Linked DNA regions of Mus musculus: region 1 is linked to region 2. Evidence: chromatin contacts called from public HiChIP or PLAC-seq data. All regions are on one chromosome and are shown on one strand. Each heading gives the region's core, a stretch centred on a gene start, on an enhancer-like site or on the middle of the called end of the contact. The rest is flanking DNA. Distances are from core to core; before and after follow the strand shown. Region 1 overlaps Cda (cytidine deaminase). Region 2 overlaps Ece1 (endothelin converting enzyme 1).

Evidence for each region. HiChIP or PLAC-seq counts read pairs in DNA pulled down with a chosen protein or histone mark.
Region 1: a FOXA1 HiChIP or PLAC-seq map of pancreatic cancer cells shows a contact between it and region 2. The contact joins two enhancer-like sites. A contact is called at or near these places in 1 of 115 datasets of contacts at active chromatin or transcription factors (pancreatic cancer cells) and 1 of 9 other capture datasets (embryonic stem cells).

The regions. Positions count from the first base shown.
Region 1 is chr4:138,354,439-138,359,376 of GRCm38.p6, forward strand. All of the region lies in intron 1 of Cda (cytidine deaminase), which reads right to left. Among named protein-coding and RNA genes, the nearest start is that of Cda, 11 kb to the right of the region's middle. Within about 2 kb of position 1,998, at least 48 of the 459 cell types and tissues checked have an H3K27ac peak or open chromatin away from gene starts, as enhancers often do. A contact at or near this core is called in pancreatic cancer cells, where this site is marked.
Region 2 is chr4:137,952,355-137,957,650 of GRCm38.p6, forward strand. It overlaps Ece1 (endothelin converting enzyme 1), which reads left to right. Exons shown (of 19, transcript NM_001369179.1): 15 at 4,104-4,214; 16 at 4,781-4,848. Among named protein-coding and RNA genes, the nearest start is that of Eif4g3, 38 kb to the right of the region's middle. Within about 2 kb of position 2,942, at least 55 of the 459 cell types and tissues checked have an H3K27ac peak or open chromatin away from gene starts, as enhancers often do. A contact at or near this core is called in pancreatic cancer cells, where this site is marked.

The DNA.
Region 1 (4,938 bases), core at 748-3,247, 400 kb after region 2:
ACCAAAGTTGGGTCCTCTGTAAGAACAGTGTGTGCTCTTAACTGCTGAGCCATCTCTCTAGCCCTTACCGTTGTTTATTGATTGATTATTGATTTTTTAAAGATTTATTTACTATTTTATGTATAGGAGTACACTGTCACTCTCTTCAGACATACCAGAAGAGGGCATCAGATGCATCAGATCCCAATACAGATGGTTGTGAGCCACCATATGGTTGCCGGGAATCAAACTCAGGACCTCTGGAAAAGCAGTCAGTGTTCTTAAACGCTGAGCCATCTCTCCAGCCCAATTATTGTCATTTATGAAGACAGGGTCTCTCGCTGGACCTGGACCATATCAGTTCACCTACTCTGGATGGCCTACAAGCCCCAGGGATCCTGCTATCCTGTCTTTGCCTGCCCTAATCTGGGATAGCAGGTTACCCTGTTATGCTATGCCAGCTCTCTTTATGTGCGTGCTGGAGAGCGGAACTCAGGTTTATAGCAAGTACTTTATGGACTGAACCACTTTTCCTCTCTTTTATAAAGGGTCACCTCATTCCCTGCAGATGATTTAGACGGAAGCTGCCATTTTTTTCTTATGTGGCCTCCCTACTGTCTAGCTGACAGATTACCATCTCACCCAAACTGGCCACTCAGGGCTCTTCTCTGTGTAGACCTTCTGATCTGCCCAGAGGATGGCCATATTTCCCTTTTGTTCTGGAAGGGACCATTAGAGAACCTTTGCACAGAATGCGAGGCGTGTCTGTACTTAGGCAGCTGAGGCCTGGATAGTCTCCAGTTCCTTCCATGGGGTAGTTACGTGAGCTCATACATTTCTTTTTTGTTGTTGTTGTTTTTTTTTCAAGACAGGGTTTCTCTGTATAGCCTTGGCTGTCTTGGAGCTCACTTTGTAGACCAGGCTGGCCTCGAACTCAGAAACCCGCCTGCCTCTGCCTCCTGAGTGCTGGGATTAAAGGCGTGTGCCACCACGCCTGGCTGAGCTCATACATTTCTTTAGCCTACAACAGTTCATGTGTATCTCTGTCACTGTGGTCATGAAGAGGCCAAGGAAGACAGCCGGGATTCACAACCTGGGATGCTCAGGACTAGGCAACCCTGAGAACAACAGTCAACATTTGGTACTTGATATGAAACTGGGGCTTATCACAGAGAATGGGAAGTGTCCAGGGCTGGCTGAAGAAAGGAACAAGCCTTTCTTGGATAAGAAAAGTGTTGTTTTTTTTCTCCTATCTCCTATCAAAGGAAGCTAGCCCACCAAGGGCCAATATTACACACACACACACACACACACACACACACACACACACACACACACACACACACACACACTACCCATTGTAAAACTCATGAAAATCTTATCTTTTGACCTTTCCTACCTGATAAAATGCTTACACAGGCACTTGCCCTGGTGTGCTTGTTAGTCCGGTTTGAGTCAGGACACACTCTTTTTATTAAAAACAAACCAAACCAAAAACAAACAAACAAACAAACAAACCTTGCTGGTTGCCACTCCTTTTGCTCTGTGCCCCTTTGTGCCGGATCAAGATTATTCTTTGTTTCTAAGCCTTCTCCATCCTATCTCTCAAGGCAGGTCCCTTTGATGGGTAGAGGGGATTTGAGGGGTTCCTAGAGACTGAACTTAGTACACTGAATGCCAGGCAAGAGCTCTGCCGCTGAACTACCTCCCTAAGACCCTTTGTGGGGTTTGTGGGTGTCTTTTTGTTTGTTTGTTTGTTTGTTTTGTTTTGTTTTAATTTTAAGAGAAGGTCTTGGCCCAGGTCAACACTAAACTCCTGTAGACCAAGTTGGCCTTAACCGTGCCATCCTCCTGCCTCAGCCTCCTGAGTAGCTGGGATAACAGGTCTGGTGAGCCAGGCTTGGCTCTAAGCCAGGTTCCTCATCCTAGCCTGAAATGACTTCCTTGAAGCACCTCTCGGGCTGGTAAGATGTCTCAGCCACTAAAAGCACTTGTCCTAACAGGCCACCGGATGACTGTGTCCCCTGGAACTCGTGGAACTCGTGGAACTCGTGGAGGAAGGGAGAACAGACTCTGAAAGCCGTTCTCTTCTCTGACCCCCAATCTCCTTACTCGCTGTTGCATGCTTACAAGCACGCACACACACACACACGCACACGCACACGCACACGCACACACACGCACACATGTTTTTTTAGAAAGAAGAAATTGCAGGAGGCCTGCAATTCTCTCCAGCCCTCTCTGACCTTCTGTTCATGTTGCGAGCTGCTGGCGGCCGCAACACTGACCGGTCCCTGACTCAGGCCTGACACTTTCCCGATACACATGAGTCACACCAAACTTGAGATCCAAGGGCCGAGTGAGTGGCTATTAAAGCAAACTGCCACAGTTAGAGAAGACTCCTTTCTCAGGACAACTGGGGGGGGGGCCTGTGGGGGAAGCTCAGAAGCACTTTGTTTAAACTACAGACAATGTCTGAACACTGAGGGGAGTGGAGGGATGGGTTCAGCAGGACCCCACCTCTCTAAGGCAAACTGAGTTTCTGTCCAAACCTTTTGCCTCACAGGCTCTGAACATTTAGTGTAGGAACCCAGTCTTCCCGTTCTTAAATGACCATTGCAAGCACTGAGCCTCAGATGAAGTCACCCTGGGCTGAGAAGTTTCAAGTCACCAAATCAAAATTAAATTCTTATCAGATCTTAGAAATCAGGAGCCGGGCATGGTGGCACACGCCTTTAATCCCAGGACTTGGGAGGCAGAGGTAGGTGGATTTCTGAGTTCGAGGCCAGCCTGGTATACAGAGTGAGTTCCAGGACAGCCAGGACTATATAGAGAAACCCTGTCTCGAAAAACCAAGAAAAAAAAAAAAAAGAAATCAGGAGAAAGAGACACCTGTAACCTCAGAACTTGACAGAGGGAGGCAGGAGGATCAGGAGTTCAAGGCCAGCCTCAGATACACAGTGAGTTGGACCTACTTTGAGCTCCATGAGACCCTATCTCAAGAAAAGAACAAAATCAAATTCGGAGTAACTTCATCTTTTGTTTGTTTGTTCGTTCGTTTGTTTAATGTTTCTGTTGTCTATTGTCTTGGGCTTAGCTGCTATGATTTAGACACTGAGTGTTCTCCAAAACTCTGAGTGGTTCCTAGGGTGGCACTTTTAGGAGGTGCTGTGTTCCTCTAAGAGGTGGCCCTGGTCAGAGGCCCAGAAATTATACAACACACAGACCGTTACTCTAAAGTCAACAGCTTCGAGTGTTTTATTATAGTAATGCAAAACTGAGGGACAAGCATCTCACAAGTGACAAAAAAGACCCAGCCGGGCTTTGCCTTTGTCTCTGCTTCTGCCACCTCTGCTCTCCTCACTACATACTTTCTTCTTCTCTCTCTCTCTCTCTCTCTCTCTCTCTCTCTCTCTCTCTCTCTCTCTCTCTCTCACTGTCTCTCCCTCCCTCCCTCCCTCCCTCCCTCCCTCCCTCCCTCCCTCCCTCCTTTCTTCCTTCTATCTTACTTACTTGCTTTTTTTTTTTTTTTGAGCTGAGGTCTGTTGTAGCCCAGGCTAGCCTCAAACCAGATACATAACTGAGGGTGACCTAGAACCTCACCCCTCCCCCTCACCTCTGCCTCCGCTTCCTCCCAGACTGAAACATTCCCGGTATTCCTGGGAAGCTCCTTAAGACAGCAAGTAAACAACTCAGAATAGCTTCAGGAAGTCCCTGAAACTGACCAGATTCACCAGGCACTGTCCTCCCCTAGAGTGAGGAGTAAAGAACGCTGGGAGTCACTCTCAGACAAATGGAACTGCTTGGAAGAGGTTGAGACCAACTGAGGCAGCTGGGGATGACACTCTCCAGGCTGCTGAGCTGCCTGCAGGCTGTGCAGTGTATTCCAGGTTCCCAGTTTGTGATCTCTCACCCATGCTGGGATGGACTTTGGTAATGCAGCTGCTGAGTCATTTCTGCTCCTGAAAGTGACCCCTCCCCCATATTCCTGTAAGTTACCCCAATAAACGCCTTGGTTCACCAAGTTGGACTTTGGTGGTATCTGTTCCTGGGTCTGTTATAGGCTCCCTATCTGGGGTGAGTGGATGCGTGTGGTGCTGGGGTTCAAACCCAGGGCTTGGAGTACTCTAGGAAAACAAACACTCTACCAACCAAGCTACAACTCCAGCCTCCTGAACATTCGATTCATTATTTTTTATAGGTTTTTCTAAGTTTTTTATTTTTTATTTTATTTATTTATTTTTTAATTAAATTTTATTTATTATATGTAAGTACACTAGCTGTCCTCAGACACCAGAAGAGGGAATCAGGTCTTGTTACAGATGGTTGTGAGCCACCATGTGGTTGCTGGGATTTGAACTCAGGACCTCCAGAAGAGCAGTCAGTGCTCTTAACCACTGAGCCATCTCTCCAGCCTCCCTCTAAATTTTTTAAAAGTACATGTATGTATGTGGGTATGTGCATGTGTGTGCTGGTGCCTTCAGGGGTATGTGCACACATTTGGTGCCAGAAAAGGTGAGAAGCATTGGATCCCTGGGAGCTAGTGCTACACGTGTTTGTGAACTACCTGATATGGGTGCTGGGAATGGAGTCCTCCGAAAGAGGATGCTCTTAACTGATGCGCCACCTCTCCAGCCCATAAACACACTACTAATACGTGAATCTGTTGCTAGACACCAAATGAAGCCAATTGATGTCTTTACCCCAATGTGTTGACTTTCTGTCCTTAGGTACCAGATTCAGAACAGCAAGTTTGGGGCTATGAATGTGGGCATACCTTCCTGCTTCTCTTATTGAAGCCATAGCCAGTGTCATCATGGAGTCAAGAGGAGAGGCCTTGGCAACTGACTAGATTTAGAAGAGGTCTCCATCCTCCCATGAAGGGAGCCAGCCCCACATGGTGCCCTTAGAAGACACCAGAGAGTGCTCTCTCCTGCTATGCCCGGACATCAAGAGGAG
Region 2 (5,296 bases), core at 1,692-4,191:
CACACAGCTTTGGGTGTGTTAGTATTTTATTTAGTAAGAAAAAAAGTGCTTGCTATAGAAGTATGGAGGCACTGTGATCTGTCACGTCGGTGCAGGCAAAGGAGACAAGACCCCGGAGCTTGTCCCACCTGCCGGCCTAGCCAAGCTGGCAAGCTCCAGGTACCATGAGAGATCTTGCCTCAAGAAATTGAGATGGACAGCAGTAGAGGAAGACACTCAACAATGACCTCTGGCCTCTGCACACACGTGTGCACACATGTGCATATGCCACACTCACAAATAAATAACACTCAAGCATGCACCGCACACAAACAAAGATAGATAGATAGATGGATGGATGGATGGATAGATAGATAGATAGATAGATAGATAGATAGATAGATAGATAGATAGATAGATAGATAGATAGATAGATAGATAGGACAGACAGACAGACTCACTCTAGCTAAGCATGTATATAATACTCATGGGTAGAGAACTTGCCTGGTGTGAATGAAGCCCTGGGTTCCGTGCCCTGGTCGCAAAACAAAAACAGCACAAAACAAACAAACAACATCTCTTCAGAAAAGTCAGACGCCCTCTCAGCTCAGTGTTCCTCAGATTAACTTTCTGACTCCAAAACATCTTTTGCAGAATTTGTAACCTAGGTGATGACAACTCCCCTTTGCCTCTGGCGCCCTCTTGTGGACAGGAGATTCAGACACCTGTTTCCTCTAAGCAAAAGATGGGCTTCAGATGGGCACAGGCAGGGCTGCCAATTCATCTGAATTTTTTTTAAAGATTTATATATTTATGTATGTATGTATGTATGTATGTATGTATGTATGTATTTATATGTATGTGAGTACACTATAGCTGTACAGATGGTTGTGAGCCTTCATCTGGTTGTTGGGAATTGAATTTATGACACATCTGCTCACTCTGTGGGTGGTTGTGAGCCACCACGTGGTTGCTGGGATTTGAACTCAGGACCTTCGGAAGAACAGTCAGTGTTCTTACCCACTGAGCCATCTCTCCAGCCCAAAGATTGATTGGTTGATTGATGGATTGATTGGTTTTATATAAGTGAATGTTTTACAGATCGGTTTAGCTGACTTGAATTAACATACAATTCTTAGCTGTCTACTTAGATTAATTTATATTTCCTGCTTTTGGCTTTGTTTCCCACAAGAATCAGCTTCACTCTAGGGCTAGCTGGCATTATCAGTTCCTCTTCCTCTTCTTCCTCCTCTTCTTCTTCCTCCTGACCTCATTATCCTCCTGCCTCAGCCTTCTGGAGTTCTTGTGACATTCAGCAGTTACTGGATGCCGGTTGCATGCCGGATTCTGTCCATTTGATTTCACTGATTTATCTCATCCGATCTTCTGAGTCCCTCTTGGTCTGGCTGCCTCTCTTGGTGTGTGGCTCCTCGTCTCGGCATTTCTTCTAGGCTCTGCCCCACAGTTACCTGGCAACCTTTACAATGTTTTTCATGACATAGATGAGTATTTTGCCTGCTTTTCTGTTTGTGTACCGTGTGCATGCCTGGTGCCCACAGAGGTCAGAAGAGGGGTCAGATGCTCTGGATCGAGAGACACAGATGGTTGTGAGCTGCCATGTGATAATGAGAACCAAATCCAGGTCCTCTGCCAGAGCAACAAGTGCAGTCAGCAGTGGTGGTGCACGCCTCTAATCCCAGCACTGGGGAGGCAGAGGCAGGCGGATCGGAGTTGAGGTCAGCCTGGTCTACAGAGTGAGTTCCAAAGTTTTGGAAAAACAAACAAACCAAAAATGTACAAAAAACAAGAAAGAAAAGAAAACAAACAAAAAAGTGCTCTTAACTGCTGAGCCATCTCTCTAGCTCCCATGAATCTTTTCTCGGTAGGTAGATAATTGAGTGGATGATAAAAACAGAGGTATTGATAAAAACAGAGGTTTACTGTTTTCAGGACCAGCTCTGGGGGTGGAATCAGCCTTTCTCTACAACTGTGCTCAGCCCCAGTCTCCTCAGCTTTCTTTATTTCTGGTTTAGCAGGCAGCTGGGTTCTCATGTCTGCCTCTATATCATCCACTCTAACAGTTTGCTTAAGAGTATATATAGAAAAGCCAGCCTCACACAGACAGCCAGTTAGGAAGTGGGAAGGTTTTTGTTGGTCGTGGTTTTTCTTTTGGATTTTTTTGGGACAGGGTCTCTCTACCTAGCCTTGGCTCTCCTGGAACTCATTATGTAGACCAGGCTGGCTTCAAACTCACAGAGATCTGCCCACCTTGGCCTCCCAAGTGCAGGAATTAAAAGTCTGTTCCACCATGCCCAGCAGGAAAGAGGAAGACTTTAATAGTTGTGCATAGTCTAATGCTTGTACATATTACTATCCCTTTTATAATAATAATAAAAAAAATTAGCTGGGTGGTTGTGGCTTATGCCTTTAATCCCAGCACTCAGGAGGCAGAGGTAGGCGAATCTTTGAGTTACCAGGCCAGCCTGATCTATAGAGGGACTTCCAAGACCTAGGGCAACAGATAGAAACTCTTTTTTCAGGGGGGTGGGGGAAGAACGAAAGAAAGAAAAGGATTTTTACCTATTTTACGCATGTATTTATTTTATGTATATATGTCTACCACACGCATGCAGTTCCTCTGGTGACCAGAAGAGAGCATCAGATCCCCTGGGACTGGATTTACGGGCCATTGTAAGCTGCCCTATGGCAGCTGGGACCTGAACCCAGGTCCTCTAGAAGGGCAGCCAGTGCTCTTAGTCACTGAGCCATCTCAGCCCACCCCAAGATTATTTTGAAACCTTACATTCTTGTCATGGGTAACAGATGACATCAGTTGTTTTCCCAGAGATTGTGAACTCACCCCACCCATCCACAAGAAAATGTGCAGTATCTGCTTGCACATGCCTGTGGTTTGTCAGCCACTCTGGAAAGGAAGCAGGATAAGAACTCTGATGCGCTTCGTGGGCGAGGCCCACCGGGTGACGCAGAGCAAGAGGCTTGTGCTGTGGGGGCTGGGCTTAGAGAGCCTCTCAGGGACATTCAGAGAGTGAGTGTGGCTTGTCGGTCTGGGTTTGAGGCTTGTTCCTAGAGGGGGTTTTCTGGCTTTGTTTGTTTGTTTGCACATGTGTGCTTATTTGCGTGTGTGGAGCTTACAGGGGGAGATGGAAGCATCTTCCTCCATTAGCTTCCATTCTGTTGAGGCAGGGTCTCCTTCTTGAACCCAGAGTCACTAGTCTAGCTAGCAAGCTCCAGATCTCTGATCCTGCTCCCCAGTCACCTGCCCGCTGCCTGTTTTGGGTTTTTTGTTGTTGTTGGTGGTGGTGGTGATGGTGGTGTTTTTTTTCTGGGGGTTGGGGGGGTTGAAACGCAAGTTCACGTCACCCACGTTGGCCTTGAACTCATTACGCAGCTGAGGAGGACTTTGCACTCCTGATCCTCCTGTCTCCACATCTTTGCTTTTGTTTTTCAAGACAAGGTTTCTCTGTGTAGCGCTGGATGTTCTAGAACTCGCTCTGTAGACCAGGCTGGCCTTGAACTCAGAGAGCCACCTGCCTCTGCCTGCCAAGGGCCTGGATTAAAGGTGTGTGCCACCACCTCCTGGCTCTGCCTCCACAATGATAGCATTTCAGGCAGCTTCTGTGGTTTTTGGTAGAGCACCTTTGAGGGCAGCCTTGGTCGGCATTTGAGAGCTGCTGCTAAAAGCATCTTGAGCCTGGCACTCAGATGTGTGACTGTAAGGATGGGATGGCGATGACCTTGACCTCTTGGTCCTTTGCTTCCTCTTGCCTGCATTACAGCGTGCACTGCCATCTGTTTTACACAGTGTTGGGAATTGAACCCAGGGCTTTGTACATCTTAAGACAAACACTCTTCCACTCTGACCCACATCCCTCAGCTCCCAAAAGCCACATTTGTTTGTTTGAGACAGTTTGTCTCTATGATGTAGCTCTGGCTGTCCTGGAACTGGCTCTGTAGACTGGGTGGGTGTCAAACTCACAGAGATCCACCTGCCCCTGCCTCTCAAAGTGTACCACGCCCAGCTTCCAGACCACGGTCTCTAAGCCACGTCCCCCTCCCCTTCCAGCAGGTTTGCGGGAGAGCTCACGTGTGCTTGTGGCTTGCAGGTGGAGTATGACGCCGCCCATGGTGAACGCTTACTACTCGCCCACCAAGAACGAGATCGTGTTTCCAGCTGGAATACTGCAGGCGCCATTTTATACCCGCTCTTCACCCAAGTAGGTTATGTCTTAGCCCAACCACTCCCCAGCCTCAGCAATCCCCAATCCAGTCTGGCCCAGAGCCCATAACTGACTGTTTAACCGGCCGGTCTCCTTGAGCCATTGGTGCCCAGACCTAGAAGGCCTGGAGTTGGGAAGCAGCTTTTGTGGCCCCAGTCCTCCCCTCCTGACCGCTCTTAACTCTGCAGAGAGGGTGTGGGAGGAGCATGTCACAGAGTCAGGGTCCCGGAGCTGGAGAGCAGACATTCTGCCTGTGTCCCCTGAAGACAGGCTTTGGAAGCCATGGCCCCAGATTTGAATCCCAGACTGGATATATACTGTGTGACACTTCGGCAGAGGCTGGTGTGGCCCCACCCTCTCTGTCCGTTCATGAGTATTAAGACCCAACTCTCTTGAGTGACATAGACACATGCCTGGCCCCCAGAGGACACAGTTGAGTGTAACTAACTCTGTCCAGCCTCCAGCTATCTCCAAGAGCCATATTCCCAGAAGCCCTTGCAGGTCGCTGCTATGTCTTGGGTCCTATAGCTGGCTTCACCCTCACTTATATGTTCCTTCTCCAGCGCCTTGAACTTCGGTGGCATTGGTGTCGTAGTGGGCCACGAGCTGACTCACGCTTTCGATGATCAAGGTACAGGTTGCTGGGGGGGGGGGCGCATTCAGATAGAACTGGCCTGCTTCCAGCCCCTCCTCCCTTCACTTCGAAGGAGAGTCATACAGAGGGATTAGTGTTCAGAGCTTGGTGGAATGAGCTTCAGCCGGTCTCCTCACATGTTCACACCTCTCTTTTCTTATCTATACCACGAATATGAGGATTCCATGTATCAGTGAAAAGGTCAGGGGCTACTCCAAAGCCCCTGAGTATGGAGAGCGCTCTTGCTTAGAGGTTGGCAGTAGTATTCGGCAGGGAGTGTACAGTTCTCTACCATTCTAGAAACTTATCTCCTCAGAGAAATGGCAGTCAGGCCTCATCATTAGCTAACTACCAGAATCCCACGCATTGCCTCCTGCCTGGGGGATCCCATAGCCCAGAAGAAAAGGCTGGGTCCTACCTGTGGTCCTGGCATTGGCAGCCCTGG